Linked DNA regions of Sus scrofa: regions 1 and 3 are each linked to region 2. Evidence: chromatin contacts called from public HiChIP or PLAC-seq data. All regions are on one chromosome and are shown on one strand. The core of a region is the stretch at or near the end of the contact, and the rest is flanking DNA. Distances in the headings are between cores, read along the strand shown.

Region 1 (3,722 bases), core at 1,035-3,534, 930 kb after region 2:
CTGTATTTGTTTACCAGCGAAGCTGTAACAAAGCACCACAAACTAGGTGGCTTACACAACAGAAACATTTGCCTCACATTTCTAGACCCTGCAAGCCTGAGATCAAGGTGTTAGCAGGGTGGGTTCCTTCTGAGGGCTGTGAACGAGACTCCATCGCAGGCTACTTTCCTAACTTCTGATGATTTGCTGGCAACTTCTATCATTCCTTGGCTTTGGCTGTATCGCCACAATCTCTGCCTTTATTTTCACAGGGTATTCTTCCTGTGTGTATTTTTGTCTAAATTTCCCCTTTTTATTTATTTTCTTATGGCCGTACCTGTGGCATATGTAAGTTCCTGGGCTAGGGGTCAAATTGCAGCTGCAGCTACTGACCTACACCACAGCCACAGCAACACCAGATCCAAACTGCATCTGCAATCTACACTGCAGCTTGTGGCAACGCTGGATCCTTAACTCACAGACCGAGGTCAGGTATCAAACCCGCATCCTCATGGGTACTATGTCGGGTTCTTAACCTATTCAGCCACAATGGGAACTCCAAATCTCCTCTTTATATAAGGACCCAGGCATAGCGGATTAGGAGCCCACCCAACTCCAGTATGACCTCATCTTAACTATTTACATCTGCAAGAACCCTATTTCCAAATAAAGACACATTCTGAGCTACAGGGGTAGGGGGTAGGATTTTAACATGAATTTTGAGAGGATGCAGCTCAACCTTTTACAGGGCAAAATCCATATTTTATATCAATTGGATCAATCTTTTAGAAAATCATACTAACAGAAAAAGAGAGAAATTGTAAATGAATGCTTTTCTCTCACTTTTCTCTTGTATGCCATCCTCTCTGTCCTTGGCATTTGGAGGAAGGATGCCTATTTAGGAACATGAGGCCTTTAACAGGTAAAAGCTATAGAAAACTTTGCTTAGTATTTAGACATTGTAATTAGATTTTTTCAGAGACTGATTTCCAAGAACTGAAAATGGATAAATTAATTTCTTAAGCTTTATTTTAAGAGATAAAATAAAAGAATGAGAGCATTTCAGATAAGATAGGCAGTGTCATTTCTTAAAATGGGTATGACTTGACTTGGGGGTGGGTTTTTGGTATAAAAATCCAATAGACCTTTGTCCCATCACTGTGTGACCTTCGCCATTGCTGGCCTTCCTCCTTAAAACTCCTTGGCTCCCATGCCTAGCTCTCCAGTTTTGCTCCTTTTCCTGCCTTACTCTTGCTCTTTGCCATCTTCAGTTTCCAGCCACTAAATGTAGAATTTCCTCCACCTTTTATGGAATCCTGTTCCCCCTTTTCCTTCTCTATCCTTGGGACTGCATTTACACTTTGACTCCAATACTCAGGTTTAGGCACTTGATTCCTAAGTTGATATTTCTAGCCTTGACTTCTCTACCTACTATAGACTCATATGGCCAGTTATTTGCACTTGAAACTCAATAAAACCACACCTGATGGCATCATGTCATCCTCCTCCCTGAGCCATCTCCTCCTCTCCATTGCATGGTTTCTGTTAATTTATTATTCTTCTACTCAACCAGGCTTGGAACCCTACAATCATCATATATGTAGTTTCCTTTCTTCTCATATATCCAGTCTTCCTAGAAAGCCTGTTGTCTCTGCCTCTGATTTGCAAATGGTCTTTCTCTGGCTTGTCCTCGTCCAGGCCCTCATTATTTTTCATCTATGTGGTTTAAACTTTTCCTGTTATCTCAGCCTCTCTTTGATCTTTTCTAAACTATACTCTGCTTCTTCCACTTCCAAAAGTTCAGCTGGAAAACATAACTGATTACCACATTCTCTATAAATTTTGAACAGAGGCATTCGTGACCTCTATACTATCAATATTTCTCTTCTGGTTTCCTTTCTCTCTGGCCGTTGTTGTACAGATGCCCCCCTTCTTTGGCCGAACACTACTTTTTTTTTTTTTTTTTTTTTTTGGCTGCATTAGAAGCATGTGGAAATTCCTGGCCAGGGATCAAACCCACAGCATAGCAGCAACTTGAGCTGCTGCAGTGAAAATGCTGGATCCTTAACCTGCTGCACCAAAAGAGAACTCTACTACTTGCTTTTTAAAAAATGGACTTGACAGAAATGGACTATTCCAAACAGCACATTCTTTAAGGCCAAAGACTTATTTATTCCATGTTCTACATGAAGTCATTTTCTGAGAATATGCCAGGATCACTGAGGCTTAATATGTCATTGGAAACCTCTATTGTTCCACTTAACACAACCCTAACAGAGTGATGGGTTCACAGTATATGTTCAACAAATGTCTTAGCTGACTTTCTCCCCAGTAGGCCTTGCTTTAGTGTTATAAGCATGTTTGTCTTATCCTGTATACTACATTCCAAGCTTATAAAACATGAATATTCTGTTCTATTCAACTCTCTATGCCCCGATATGCCCTTTCAATGGCTTGCTCTAGGCTTTCATTAGATAACTAATTAAAGACTATTAACTACAGATGATACTGGCATATCAACCTGACACACAAAGAAATTGTGTTATAAATTTCTCAACCAATAGATGAGCAGAAGGTTGAATTATTATTTGATCTAAACATCTATTTTGTTAAGATTACGTTGATCACTAGATTATATAACCTTATCTTTAAAATATCTTAACAATCTTCTTGTGAAGAGTCCATGGGCTGCTAATGGCTGAGGACTTGGAGGAGAGGGATGAAGAACAGCAGAAGGCAACTTCTAAGTTTAGGACATTTTTTATTTGTTTTTTGCCTAAAAAATTAGTGAATCTTTTTTAAAAATTGTGGTATTCTAATTACCTTTTTGTAATTCTTCCTACAGTCCCTGTAAGGCTACGTTGAATAGTAGAAGGAACAATTTTATTAATGGAACCGCCAGGATTTTTGAAGTTGGAGAGGTGTAAAAATTTAATTAACATGAGAACAGTGCTGGATAGTGTCTGGTTTCCTGGTTGTTTCATAGGAGATCTCAGGTCAATAGGCCTGGTAGGACCGAGAAAAGCAATGGCCTAATTATTATGTTTTTCAACAGTTAGGTTGTAAGCTGGCATGTAGGTTGGACTCATGCCTGAGAATGAAGTGAGTCCCCTTACCCAAATGTACATAATATTGTTAAGGGCTTAGAGAAGGAAAGGATACAATCCTATAACCCTCAGTGATGTAAAGAGTAGGAACAATGTGTCACAGGAAGGAGGATCATAAACCTCATTAAAATTCTGAGATCTGAAGGATAATTCTGAATAAAAATTGCTTTGAGGCACATTCTACAGGAGAGGACCACATAGCTGTTTATCACTTGGCTAAGCACAGATTAACCAAGACCTGCTCTTCATGACTAGGTATCTGAGGGAGAAGCCCTTGCTTAGTGTTAGCTTGAACAGGGCACTGAATGTAAATATGTGGGTAGGAAATTAAACCATAGCGATGATATTTCAAGGCCATGGTTCTGAAGTTGAGGTGAGATGGGCTGAAAATCAGATCAAATGGCAAATGAAAGAAAACTGGAACCACTTCACAAAATTGCCTAGTTCCTGCTCTGTTCAAAACACCCACAAACACACATCAATCCATATTCAAACTCCTTGGTTCATATACAAGGGTTGAAAGCATATTGGACCTTGGGTTTGTTTGTTTTCTTTTTTTTAATGAGTAAATAGTTTCGGAAGAAGCTGAGCATGTATGTTGTTGCCAGTCCCCAGAAGTTTCTTGGATTAGTTCAG
Region 2 (4,095 bases), core at 265-2,764:
AGAAATTCAATATTCTCTGAACAACATATTTTTCCATTTCTCAGTCATGTTCAACAATTTCTACCACTTATGCATGTTTAGTCTACCATTTAAGAAAATACCAAATTTTTCAAAAAGTGGTAATTTAAAAGCCCTTTTAACTTGTGCATATGTAATACCATTGTTATTGTAATGAATTTTGTTTTTAATAGTGAGTTATTTTTATTCATACAACAGGATTAGAATTAATTCATTAATTTTATTGCCTAATAAGTATATTCCATTAATAATTAGTTAGATTTCACTTTTTTAAAGTCTTTCGAGAAAGGAATAGAAATTGTGTGATCATGATAATTAAAATTCAATTGCATTCCCTTTAGTATTCTTTAAACTATTCCACTTACCAGTAGCATATTATTACAAAGAACTTTATGTATTTCAAGTAATAGTTCATCCTTCCACATCATTTGCGGTGATAAAGGCTTGTTTTTATTTGTTTGTTGTATCCAGGTAACCTCCAAAATTCTTAGGCTTTACCCCCTTTTACTATTTTTTTTGGACTATTGTATTCAAGCTTTTTGGTCATCTAAATCACTCTATCTAGATGACCAAAAGATAAATTCAGTGGAGCAAAAATAGAAAATAAAACTGCAAAAAGGCTGTTTAGCATTAACATTCCAGTAATAAATAGGGAGAAAAAAAGAATACAATGTAAGAATGAAAGTGTCTTCAAAATGTAAATTAGAAGTGTTCTGGAACACAGTTGAGAGGTCTCCAAGTAGGAAAAGAAATGTAGATCATGCAAACTATAGAATATGGTCATCTTAAATTTTAAAAATAAGGGCAGGAATGAGAATATTAAACCGTTTAAAATATAGATTGAACAGATGTAACCTTAAGCTTAAATGTTTTGCAATATCTATGCAACAATCAAGGCCAGTAACCAGTGAAAACCTTGATAAACATGACAATAGAACTGAAATTTTTTTTGTCTAACTCAGAAAATGTGCTGTGCAAAAGAAAAGTGTTATTTAGTAGGTAGCAGAACTAGGTTCTAGGCCTGATTGCTATAGATTCATGTTATGATCCAAGTAAATAACTTCTTTGAGACTTACTTTCTCACCTTTGAAATGGGAGGATTGGATTGGGTGACCTCTGAATCTTCTTTGAGCACAATTACTTTATCTTGATGTGAAGCAGAGGAAAAGGTTTCACAAGCTGTAGGCCAGGTATTTTATGTTCCTTTCTTTTTCTTTGTCCCATTCTCTTGCTTCCCTTCCTCCCTCCCATGTTTTTTCTACTTCTAGCCCCTACTTCCTCCCTTTGTTCATTTTTTCCATTATTTCTTCCCTTTTTTTTTTTTTTTTTTTTTTTTTTCCGGGCAGAAAAGAAATAACTCAACAGATAAGTTTAATATTAGTGGTTGTTTTGTGATGTACTTTTTGGAAAGTAAAAGAGGTCACAGGAACGGTGGTGTCCAGATGTGGAAAAGGAGCTATTGCTCATTGTCTGTTTCTGGAAAAGAGCAGCACCCAGGAAGCCAGCTTAGACTGCTTCTGCAGCCAACCATGGGAATGGCTTTGTTCAGATGCGTTCCCATAGATGGAAAGCAGCTGACTTACTTTGTCAGACTCCATATGTGAAAACCCGCAAATTGTTTTGATTATACCAATACAGGAAGAAGATTATGAAGGGAAAAGAAACAAATTAATCCACTTTCTTTGGGAGGGAGCTGGGATAATTTTTAAAGATCTTTACTGAAGCAAAACATAGTTTCTTAAAGACAAAAGAAAAAGAAAATTCCTCTGGCATGAATTAGTCAAATTTATGTGCAAAATGTAAGACTGCTGAAGACCAAGAAAAAAAGCTGTCTGTATTTATAGAACAGGACAGACAGCAAGCTGAAAAATTATACCATCCAAAATGAAATAAAAGAAATAGAACCACCCCCTGACCCCCCCATTCCCCCTCTGTCTTGGCTAACAAGGCAGACACTTCAAGGCATTCTTATATGCATTAAGTACATTATTCTCCATGCAGTGCAAAGCCATGAAGAGAGAAAGAGGCCTTCAGCCACTCTCTGCTCTGGGACTGAACTATACCATGTGTATTCACATCTGGCCTGAATTAGAAAGAAATGCACAATGCAATAAATATGACACACAAAAGAAGACTGAAACCCCACCCTGCCTTACGTATAGTCTATTTTGAATCAAGTTAGGGTGAGCCATATGCTGAAAAATTTTATACTAGAAACTAACTTTTGAAGCCCTCACAAGGGGAGAATGAATAAAATTATTTTCCAATGGTTCTTTTCTGTTTCTTGAAAAAAAAAAGGTAGGCAGGGGAGGACGGAAAGAAGGAAAGTGGGGAGAGAGTAGCATTGCCAAATAAAACTAAGACACTTGGTAAACTTTGAATTTCAGATAAACAATGAATGATTTTTTTGGTACAACTGTGTCCCAAGTATTGCATGGGACATACTTATACTAAATAGCATATATATGTTATATATAAGTGTGTGTGTGTGTGTGTGTGTGGAGTGTATATGTGTATTCTAAAATAAAGATTTTTGAAAATAGTCATTGTTTAATATTCATATTTAACTGAGCTTCTGTAATTTTTCTACCACTAAATCTGACAGTGCTGAGAGAGAGAGGAAGAAACTCCATCCACTAAGTGCATGAGTATTCTGATTTTCTTTTTGATTTTTTTTTTGGTTTGTTTTGCTTTTTAGGACCGAACTCGCAGCATATGGAAATTCCCAGGCTAGGGGTCAAATCAGAGCTGCAGCTGCCAGGCTATGCCACAGGCACAGTAACGCCAGATCCAAGCTGCATTTGCAACCTGCACCACAGCTCACAGCAATGCCGAATTCTTAACCCGCTGAGCGAGGCCAGAGATCGAAACGCTACCTCAAGGATACTAGTCAGATTTGTTACCACTGAGCCACAATGGAAACTCTCCTTTTTGATTTTATAACAGAATCTAACATGCATTTATATATACCTACTAACTCAATAAGAAGAAACAATAAATACTACTATGAAAGCACTGAAAAAAGTTTGTCTTTGAGAAACCTACTATATTTCTACTTCTAGGCTGAGTCTTGTTCTGAGTCTTTTAGCTGGGAAAACTACTTCAGTTCCTAGCTTCAGTTTGAAGGTAGTAGTCTGTCTCTTTTCACTCATTGATTTGATTGGGTAGGAGAGTACACCAAACAAGGTAAGTATTTAAAAATGGCAAAGATGACATATCCAATACTGGTGGACTTAAAGTTCTCTGAAGTTATGGCAAACAAAAGATCCAGAGAAAAAGAAATCTCTGCTTCTTGATCTCTGCTTATTTTCCCACAAAGAGTTTTCATTTTCTGTTTGGTATGAATATAGTTTTTTAAATATCATGGAAGAAATGCATTAAAAATGTTTTTTAAAGTTATTGGAAATTAATATGATTTTAATTACAGTAATGGAAGATTACTCTGATTTCTAAATATTTAGGTGCTGTGTGGGGTTTCTAAAAACACTTTATAATGGGTGATAATTAACTTAATGAAAGTTCAACATTGAATACAAACTCCAAATATATATTTGTGGTCATTTTACTTAGAAATGGAATTATTATTTTGTGAATAAATTTTCATTTGTAGTTTGCAAGACATATCAAGAAATCTGAAGGCCAGAAAATTCCTAAAGTTGAGTTGCAAATATCAATTTATGGAGTAAAAATTTTAGAACCCAAAACAAAGGTAAGGCTTATTTTTGAACATTGGAAGCACTCTAATCTTTAATTAATTGCAATTACATTCTTATTTTAATGAATACTTAAAATTTGTTATCCATTAAAACTCTTTAGTTCTCAGTTAACTAGACTTTAAAACTCCATAGGATTTATAGGGCAAAAAACGTCTGGGATTGCTTTCTGAGTGGTTTGTTCTTCAGTCTCTTTGAGATATCAAAATTTATATTAAGTAGATTTAATGTTATTTGGTCTGATATTTAAGAATTTTGTATTCATGTGCTGTGAAGGAAATGCATGTAAGTGTGCTTCACTGAGTGTGAAAGAAGACAAAATCTGTATGTTGTTCATCAAAAAGTCCTGGACTGACCCTTATTG
Region 3 (4,047 bases), core at 1,175-3,674, 590 kb after region 2:
CTTAAAAGATGGACACAATTTTGTCAAAATATAAAAGGAGTCAGAAGAGGCAAGAGACTGAGACAATGGAAGCATTAAATGTTTTGGGAGAATGAATCAAGGACAACACAGCAAAGGGCATGGTGAAGAGGGGGCTGGAAGCTAGGAGATGATGTGGGAATAGTAATAAGGAGAGAAAGGGAGGCTGGGAAAAAGAGTTGAAAAAGTAGATTTTGACCAGAAGGAATCTAAACTTTATTCCATAGGCAATGAGGAGCCACTGAATGGTTTCAAACTGAGGAGGAGAGATGGTCTGTATTTTAGATAGCATACTATATTGGTTATTAAACTACTGACTCTCATCACCAATCCATCCTTCCATATTCTGTCCTGGGATGCTAGTGTTGAGATTCTAAAAATCACCCTCTTTTGCCATCTATCCTACTGATAGATTCTGTCAATAGGAGACTACAAAGCGAAACCAGAAGATTGATAAAAGGACAAGGGACTCTCTCCTTGCTGGTTGCTTCATGGTTTGTCAGTTACTCTAGGATGGCACTCAGATTTCTTTTGGCTCTTTCAAACCCTCCTTGTGAGGCCCCCCTAGGAGGAACCAGCACCTTCCAGGTAACTCCACTTCCTCCAAGCCCAAGTCCCCTTCTAGGGCCTTTCCTTTAATCATCCAGTTTCTGAAAACCCCAGCCTTGTGCCTCTCTTCCCTCAGCCTTAGGAGCTCTGTTTTTTTCTGGTTACTTCTTCTTCTTCTTTTTTTAATCCTCTAATAACTATTATTCAATACCTTTTCAATTCTCTATGTTGAAATACTTAGTATAACTTCTAGTGTTCTAACTGGACTCTGACTGACAGAAACTTTTTACCTGGATTAGGAAATGGAGTGGTAAGGACTGGAGTTAGAAGATTACTTAAAAGATCATTTCAATATTGTAGAAAAGAGATAAAGTCACTGAATCTGTGGCGATGATAATGCTGATAATAATAATAGCTAAGAGTATGGTGAACTTACAATATACCAAGCACCTTTCTAAATCCATTATCCCTGTACTTTCATACTATACTTCCATTTCATAGATAAGAAAACTGAGACCCAGGGAGATTTCAATTAATAAGCTCTAAGTCACACAGGTAGTCATAGTGGAGACAGGATTTAAACCCCAGTCTTCTGGTTCCAAAGTCCTTCCTTTTAACAACTAAAACTGGACTAAATTCTTGAGTTATTTCTGAGAAGGAAGCAATAATATATGAACAGTTACTCAACCAGAAGGCTCATGGAGAGGAGAGCTTTAAAAAAATACTTCAGAGACTAGTTTTGGTGACTGGAAGGATGATGAAGCTATTAATATTAACCACAAAAAAAATATTTAAAAGGTCAGTTTTGGGTGCTCAGTAGGAATAATTAATTCAGTTTTGAATATTTTGAATTAAAAGGTGCTTGAGGGACATCTGAGGATTGATGTCCCTTGAAAGTCGAATTTGAGTCAGGTCCTTTAAAGCAGTTCCTAAAAAAGATAAAGATTTCAGAGCTCTCAGAATAAAGATGGTAGATAAAGTCATGAAAACAGATAGTAATGCCTGTCCTAAAAGGGAGGCTGTAGAAAGAGTGAGCAGAGTTTTCAAGCTGCTAAGTATAAATCTTATGGCTCTCTTTTCTACACAAAGAATAGCAAACAGTCTTCGAAGAAATATATATTAAGCCGTAGAATAGAGACACGGGGGCTGAAAGCAAATGTATGCGGTAAAAGACACAAAGCAAAGTATGAAATTATTCAAGTTTTGGGGGCTTTTTGAGGAAACATAAAGGAGAGGGAATGGGGAGATAAAAGAGAGTTTAAAACAAAATGCTTTCCTTCCTACACTGAAATGCAGGATCTTCTAGATTGATTTTTTGGCTTAGAGTGATTTGGCGGCAGAGAATGGGATGACATCAGCAAACCAATCTCTAGCCCAGCAGAATGAGTCACATTTCGTCTGTTTTCACTTGATTAAAATATTTTACATTTGTTAAGCTTGGAAAAAAAAAAAAAAAAAGTCAGAGGAAGCCATTGAAAGGGGAAAACTGAAAGTCCAAATATGGTTTGTTTCTGACTCACCAGAATTGCAGCATCATAAGAACTAAAAATTTTTACTTAAAGAGACATTTTTTTAGAAAAAACTTCCATCCAAGAAATAATTCCACAAATTACGTAAGAGTGCTTTACAGCTTTCTTAAACTTTTAACTTAATATCAAACAGAGAAAAGCCTATGGAAGGGTGACCTTTTAGAATACTTTTAAAAATGTAAAGATGTCAACTGTAGAAAAAATGGGTAATATTTAAATATCATCTGGTCTTTATCATTTATTTTGTTCAGAGTAGTAGAAACTTCCCGTTTTGATGGTTCAAATGTGCCTAAACATTTGCTTCTTTGGAACAGAGCAGGCAGGAAAAGCAGAGTAAAGGGGTGGGGGTAGATGTGCTTCTTTACAGGGATCTCTGCCAAGCAGTCTGCAAACAATCCATTTCCTGGCAAATGTCCGTTCACTGGTTTGTCCACAATTTTTTTTTAACTATAGTTGCTAATACTAATCTACAGAGCTCTTAACAACAAAAGAGATTTATAATTACGCAGAATTCACTTGGAAAAGAAATCCATTGCTGCTGACTTTAGGCAGTTATTTTTCTAAGCATATGAATTATCATGAGCCTCAATTAGATAAGCGAAAGAAGTCATTTTCTTTTAAAGAATGAGGCACTGCAAAAACCTGAGTTATTACTTGTTTAATAGACCATAACATGCAGAGACCATCTACAAATAGAAATAACATTGTTTGGTGCCATTTCCTATTAAGAAAATGTGCTGCTTTCCAAGATTTCATGGTTCTTCATCCTGAAGTGACATTAATTAAATATTTTTCATCAGTAAAACTTATCAAACTTTTCATCAACCAGTGGGTGGGTCTCTCTAAATGTAACCAAAGTCAATATAGAAAAAATTTGAAAAATTAATTCACTTAGTTTAAAACAATGTCAACACAAATTTAGATGATAAATGCCACACTGTTAAAAATGATGATGATGATGGTGATGTGATAGATAAGAATTAAGATTTACGTCTTAGGATGAGTTCTTACAGGAGTTCCCACTGTGGCACAGTGGGTTAATGATCTGGCTTGTCTCTGTGGTGTTGCTGGTTTGATCCTCAGCCCGGCACAGTGTGTTAAGGGTCTGGCATTGCCACAGGATTGGATTCGATCCCTGGCCTGGGAACTGCCATATGCCACATGTGTGGCTGAAAAAAAAGGGGGGAAAAAATGAGTTTCTACTTATTATGAAAAAGGCAAAGACTCTAATAGAAAAACTACAAACAGGCCATACACAAAAGAAAAAATACATAAGAAAATATCAGGCTTACTAAACATCAAGTAATAAACAGTTAAAAACAGGAGTTCCCATTGTGGCTCAGTGGTAATGAACCTGACTAGTATCCATGAGGCCTCAATCAGTGGGTTAAGGATCCAGCGTTGCCATGAGCTGTGGTGGTATATTGCAGATGTGGCTCGGATCTAGCATTGCTGTGGCTGTGGTGTAATGTAGGCCAGCGATTGCAGCTTCAATTCAACCCCTAGCTAGAGAACTTCCATATGCCACAAGTGTGGCCCTAAAAAGACAAAAAAAAGAAAAAAAAAAAAGAACAATGAGGTACCATTTATATTTCATATTGACAAAAATTAAAAATTAAAGTACCCAGGGGAACTCTGGGAAGATGACAGAAGTAGGGACACCATCGTTTTTGGATCTTCTATAAAATCTATATAAAAATGGACAAAAGAGCTAGAGAGTAAAACAAAAAACCCATGGACAACATTTACAACAAAATTAGACAGCAATATACAAGTGTGTTGGAACAAATCACCAATAGCCTCTAACCTGTATGAGATGGGAAACTGTGCAGGAGAAAGTCAGAGAAGGCCAAGAGGTATCTGATGGATTGGACAAATAAGACAATCCCAAAATTGCTGCCAGCAAGTATTCACTGAAAACTCTGGTAGCCTGATTTGAGACCAACTGCTT

The links. HiChIP or PLAC-seq counts read pairs in DNA pulled down with a chosen protein or histone mark.
Region 1: a contact with region 2 is called in an H3K27ac HiChIP or PLAC-seq map of skeletal muscle, with 5 times the contacts expected there. The contact joins two enhancer-like sites. A contact is called at or near these places in 1 of 47 Hi-C or Micro-C datasets (embryonic fibroblasts) and 1 of 2 datasets of contacts at active chromatin or transcription factors (skeletal muscle).
Region 3: a contact with region 2 is called in an H3K27ac HiChIP or PLAC-seq map of skeletal muscle, with 9 times the contacts expected there. The contact joins two enhancer-like sites. A contact is called at or near these places in 1 of 47 Hi-C or Micro-C datasets (embryonic fibroblasts) and 1 of 2 datasets of contacts at active chromatin or transcription factors (skeletal muscle).

The regions. Positions count from the first base shown.
Region 1 is chr15:94,126,292-94,130,013 of Sscrofa11.1, forward strand. The region is part of intron 1 of LOC110257192 (a long non-coding RNA gene); the gene reads right to left. Among named protein-coding and RNA genes, the nearest start is that of SLC40A1, 34 kb to the right of the region's middle. Within about 2 kb of position 2,285, at least 12 of the 83 cell types and tissues checked have an H3K27ac peak or open chromatin away from gene starts, as enhancers often do. A contact at or near this core is called in skeletal muscle, where this site is marked.
Region 2 is chr15:93,201,852-93,205,946 of Sscrofa11.1, forward strand. It overlaps GULP1 (PTB domain-containing engulfment adapter protein 1), which reads left to right. Exons shown (of 12, transcript XM_021075382.1): 6 at 3,629-3,727. Among named protein-coding and RNA genes, the nearest start is that of DIRC1, 210 kb to the right of the region's middle. Within about 2 kb of position 1,515, at least 18 of the 83 cell types and tissues checked have an H3K27ac peak or open chromatin away from gene starts, as enhancers often do. A contact at or near this core is called in skeletal muscle, where this site is marked.
Region 3 is chr15:93,787,552-93,791,598 of Sscrofa11.1, forward strand. It overlaps a transcript of COL5A2 not described here. Among named protein-coding and RNA genes, the nearest start is that of COL5A2, 31 kb to the left of the region's middle. Within about 2 kb of position 2,425, at least 32 of the 83 cell types and tissues checked have an H3K27ac peak or open chromatin away from gene starts, as enhancers often do. A contact at or near this core is called in skeletal muscle, where this site is marked.